Linked DNA regions of Rattus norvegicus: region 1 is linked to region 2. Evidence: chromatin contacts called from public Hi-C data. All regions are on one chromosome and are shown on one strand. Each heading gives the region's core, a stretch centred on a gene start, on an enhancer-like site or on the middle of the called end of the contact. The rest is flanking DNA. Distances are from core to core; before and after follow the strand shown.

Region 1 (2,700 bases), core at 82-2,581, 450 kb before region 2:
TATCTTGGCACTCTTAGTCTTTTGCAGAATGAAGATTAATACAATGAGAAAAAAATAATAACATGAATCTGTTTGCAGTCTAACTCCCAGTATTTCATCACCTACAGATTTAAATTAGAAGTCAGACTAGGTATCCCTGGGGTTGTGAGTTTAGAACGTATGGATTTGTTAATGCTGACTGAATAATTAGAGCAAGTTTGAGGACCAGGATCAGTAATTATTTTTCCATTACCATGGAAAAGTTGGAACTAAGATTTTGGCCTGACCGAAATGTATCCAAGATCAGCAGCATGCTTTTTCTCATTTTTTAGATTTTTTTTTTCTTCGTTGTGTTTTGTCTGCATGTGTGCATGTGTACCACGGGAGAGCCTGGTGCCCACAGAAATCAAAAGAGAGAGATTGATCCTCTGCATATGAAGTACTGGATGGATGTGAATCACCAAATGGGTGCTGGGATTCGAACCGGGTCTTTGCAAGAATAAGACGTGCTGTTCTCCGCTGAGACAACACATGTCGACATACTTTAATTATATAAATGTCCATCTTTAGGCCTAGGCCGATCTCAAATCTTGAGTTACTTGGAGAATCCATGCCAAAAAAAAAAAAGTTCAGGTTCATAGAGGGTTAGATCTCCCAAGAAAGGAAAAAAAGTACCTCTTTTTTTTTTTTTTTCTTTACACAGGTTTCATATCACAAGTGAACCGTATCTGAAATGTTGAGATTATGGGGAGATTAAATGGGACTCTGATCGATATCTTTTCATCAGAGAGATTAACCCGTGATAGAGTCAATAATTTCCCACATCCTTATTTACAGACACATGTAAAAGGACCTCCCCTGGGAATGCTTAGACACCAGAACGACAAGAGGCCACCACAGTATTCACAGTATCCCAGACCAAACTTGACCTGATTTCAACTTTTGTAAAGACCTACTTGGGTGCTTTTCACTATCACTCTCGTAGTCCTGCTTCCCGGCTTCCTTTAAAAGCCGGGAAGTGGACAATCTAGAATAAAGAACAGTCCCGTAAAAGGGGACCCTGCTAGAGGTACTCCCCAAGTGCTGGAGCTATGGGAGGATGAACAGAGACCTCCAGAATCCGATCTCATTCTCTCAACTTAAGGACAGATTAAAACTTCATTAGCTAAAGAAACCACGTCCGCTCTCCAGGGCATTTAGCTTCTACTTGTCCTGAAGGAAAGAAATCTGGGGTCGCTCAATTTCTCCCACTTGGAACTTGCGCGGAAGACACAAACACACGCCTTACCTCTGGTTGCTAGGAGACAGTACCTCCATTTCCTCCAATCATCAAGTGCGTCTTTGGTGACCAATCATCGAAGCCTAGACAACGAGGCGAGAGGTGAAAGGTTACGCCTCCTTTTGGCGGCCATTTCTTTTAGCGCCCGTCCTTTCGGTGGTGTAGCGGCAGCTGCTCCAGTCACGAGGGGCGGGCAGCGGCGGGGTCGGCGGCTACTGGGGTGCAGCGCTCGCGGGTGTTCGCGATGGTAAGGAGGATGAGCACCGCAGGGCTAGAGGACGGGTGGCCTCGCGGGGACGGCTGCACGCTATGCCTTCCATTCATCCACATGAGGCGCCGCGCGGCCGGCCGCTCGCTCTTCCTCCCCGCTTCCGAGGCCTTGCTGTGCGTGCATTGGAGCCCTTCCCTTCTCCGAGATCCCCAGCCGTCTTACCCCGTTTTGTTTGTCCCAGAGCCTAAGGTGTAGCCACAGGGTAGGAGTAAACTGAAGCGAGTTTTTATTTTCTACTTAGCACGCTCCACAGTGCGCCTTCATTCCTTGATGTTTGCAAACTTAGCAGATTGTCCTCTGGGACAGAAAGCCCAGGCTACCCTTCCATTCATTTAATACGGTTCTTAGGCACCCAGGCTACCCTTCCATTCATTAAATACGGTTCTTAGGTGCCAGAAAGATGGGGTGCTAATTCAGATCCTGAATTTTCTCAGGTGTGGGAGGTAGGCAGTCAAATGATAGCAAAAATAAGCAATTACAAGTAGTGATCGCTAAGCAGGAAGCTGACAGCATGCTCTGAAAGGCGCATTGGTATAACGCTGCGGAGGAGCGCCTTTCTCCTGAAGGTGGCATATAACCAGAATTCTAAGTGACAGCGCTGGTGGAAGAGTATTTCGCACACGAACTCTTAACTAGAATGTAGGCTTGACTAGTTGGAATTGACAAGAATTAACCGCTACTTGCAACAACAGTGGCTTTGAGATAAGCTTGGGACCTCAACGCCTGTTAGGAAGTATGAGGCTAAATGTCAAGTGCAGTGAGAGATCATTGGAGCATTCTTAAGCCAAGATAACTACATGACTTGTCAAGTACTTTAAATAGTAGTTGGTTTGTGGATAATAAATTGTAGGCAACATAAGTTGCCTACTCAGTAGACCCTGTGCCCTCCAAGATCCTTTGGGATGATGTGTAAGTAGATTGGGGTGTGGGCAAGGTTATGAATTTAAAGGGAATACTTCTTGTAGGATAAACTTGATATGATTGCATTAGGAATCTCTCACCTGAATTGTGTTTTATGTTTGCAGAGATCACCTTGTACCTTTACCTTTATTTTGTTAGAGCTTGGATAGTGAGTGTCATGTAGATATTTGGGGCTTTTGTCCCTTTGGCAAAGCTGGCTTAAGCAACCAGTGCTACATACTTGCCCCACCCACCACCTGTCACTCAGTGC
Region 2 (2,700 bases), core at 67-2,566:
TCAGACTTGTGTCTTAAGAATCAATTTGACTTAGGAGGCGATAAAGCAGGGCCACTGACACGTCTTCGATGGCCACATTCACAGAAGGGAAAGGCGCCACAGATTTCAGCTAAATGCTTTTGCCATTTTTGAAGAAGAAAAGCTAATTGTTAATGGCCACGTGACACAGAAGATCCCAGAAAGGAAAGGGTGGGAGGAAAAGAGAGAAGAGTTCAAGGCAGTTCAGGGTCAGAACAAGTCAGGCATCCTGTCATTAGCAAACGTTCCCCTAGCTGAAGGCAAAATACCGCTTACCCCAGAAGGAGTGGGTGAAAAGTAGGGGAGAGAATGAGTGGGGAACCACAGGGGAAGGCGATGTGGCAGTGCGGGGGTGTTGTGGGGGAGAAAACTGGGGCCACCTAGCTGAGATGGGGAACAGAAGCACCGAACATAAACACGGAGCAAAGCAACTGCGGCTGAGACAACGGTGGAACCCACCCCCACCCCCCTCTTCCCGGGTTCTTTGGGTTTCCCACAGTCCCTCCGCCTCCGGTTGGAGCGACACTCAGGGGTGTGACCCGCCAGCAAGAGGGCTGCCCGGAGCTTTGTGTCGACCCGATCCCCCACGCGAGGGCTCCTCCCCCGCGGAGTTGCCCACCCACCCGCGCGCAGCCTCCCGCGTCTCCAAGGAGCCCGCAGCGCCGCGTCCTCGCCCACTCCCGCCGCCCGCGCCTCCACCCGGACCCCGGGGACCTTTGTGTCTCGGGGGGACTTTCCGCCTCTTCCCCTCCCGCCGCCCCGCGGGGCCACCAGCCTCCCAGGGAGCCCCGATCCGCCGCGAACTCCGGCGGCGGCGACGGGAGCCCCTCCCCCCAGGCCCCCCAATCAGCTCGGCACTCCCGCAGCCCACGTCGCGCGTGGACATTCGACCGACACGGTCCCCACCCGAGCCGCCCGCTGACAGGCGTCGCGATCCCTGCCCAGCCCCGCCGCCAACTCACCAGCAAGTGCGGAGATCGCGGGCTCCGGGCGGACGGGCGGGCGGGCGCGCAGAACGAGCGGATGCAGGTCCGGTGGCGGCGGACGCGCCGAGGCGCCTCAGGCTCAGGCCTCCCCCTCTCGCGCCTTCCGCTCCGCGAGGGCCGCCGGCCGCCTCACGCGTGGCCGAGCCCCCCGCTCAACATGGCTCCCGGGCCGCGGAGCCTCGCGGACGGCCCAGTACTCCGGGCAGCGGAGCCGGGGAGGAGCGAGGCGGCGGGGCGCGGGCTGCTGGACCGCCGGGCGCTGGGGAGACCGCAGCTGCCGCTCTCGTTCGTCTGCGTGCGCGTTGCTTTCTCTCGCTCGGAGGCTGCGGCTTAACGCCTCCGCCTGTTCCCCGGAGCGAGCAAGAGCGGGGAGGGAAAAAAAAGAAAAGAAAAAAAAAAAGACTTTTATTGAAACGATCCAACCAGCGGCGGCGGAGAAAAGCGACCGGCTGCGGGAGCTTCCCCACCCCCGCCTGCACGGCTCGCCTGGGGCAGCGCGACCCCTGCCGGCGGCGGCGACAGGGCGGGGCGGGGCCTTACTTGGGGGTGGGGCTTATGGCCGGGGCGTGGTCTGGGCGGGGCGGGGGTATTCCCAGGGAACTCGCGCCCAAAGCCTCACTTCAAACTCATCGGGAGAGCAGGGAGACCCTGTCGGTGGACAGAACGCTGCACTGTGCCTGTCCACCACGATTGGTGAGGAACCGATCACAATAAATCAATCCCTCACTGTCCCCCTCGCAACTGTAAAACACTGAAGTATTCCAGGCGCTACTGTACACAGGATGCCTGCCAAAGTGCTTTCGAGAGTTGATGTCAAATGACCCACAAAGAAATATCTCGGTGGATTGCCCCAACTTTTCTCCTGTTCTGTGACTGGTTGTGCGTTGCTAGTGCGTAGTCACCCACGCACGAAACTTTGATTTCAACCACAGTGTTTTTAAATGTTATTACACTGTTGGCTGTATGCTCCGTGGGGGGGGGGGGGGGGAACCAACAACAACAACAAAAACTAAAATGGTTAGAATAAAACCGTGTTGTGAGAGGGTCAATACTATGTTATAGGACCCAGAAAGAGATACTGTTGCAGTGAGTTAGATTCTGTTGCTTGAAGGAGGCGAGTCAAAGAGGTTGGCCCAGTTTCTGTAAATCCTTTTGCTTTCTTATTTTCCAGGTAGGAACAACTGATGTGTAGACAAACTAAAGTGACACTGGCCCATTTCTTTCCACAAGTAGGGATAGAAGCATAAAGTTAAAGCAGACTTAAGTTCCAGAGGGAGATACTGAGAGAACAGAAAGAAGACGATGGGGCCCCGGATGTGGACACCCTAACCAAGAAAAAGTTAACCATATAAAAGGCCCCTAGGGTGAAGGTTGGGGTTTTTTGTTATGTTTTGTTCTTCCGTTCTCAACACCAGGAAGTGTACAATATATTTTAAGTCCAATTTCAAATCTCATTATTTCCTAAGGACTTCTGAGTAGTATCTTTTCAGATTGCTGTACTTTTTCCTTGAAGATACTTTCTGCTACCTTCTTTCTACTACTTTGTTGGACGAAGCTGGATGTATTTTCTGCAACTCCCAAGGTTCATACATGTCAACCAGATCTCTCCTGTGTCTCCAATATTACCAGAACTATAAGTTAATAATAGTTATTCTCTACAAATACTTTAACACGTATTTACCATGTAAGAATGACC

The links. Hi-C and Micro-C count contacts between places; a contact is called where the count stands out from the background.
Region 1: a Hi-C map of the A7r5 cell line shows a contact between it and region 2, with 2.8 times the contacts expected there. The contact joins the promoter of Snrpf here to the promoter of Cdk17 in region 2. A contact is called at or near these places in 1 of 12 Hi-C or Micro-C datasets (the A7r5 cell line) and 1 of 1 datasets of contacts at active chromatin or transcription factors (oligodendrocytes).

What each region holds. Positions count from the first base shown.
Region 1 is chr7:30,022,793-30,025,492 of GRCr8, reverse strand. Snrpf (small nuclear ribonucleoprotein polypeptide F) reads left to right here and starts at 1,331. Exons shown (of 4, transcript NM_001126091.1): 1 at 1,331-1,505. The coding sequence starts at 1,503.
Region 2 is chr7:29,569,598-29,572,297 of GRCr8, reverse strand. Cdk17 (cyclin-dependent kinase 17) reads right to left here and starts at 1,316. Exons shown (of 17, transcript NM_001108082.2): 1 at 981-1,316.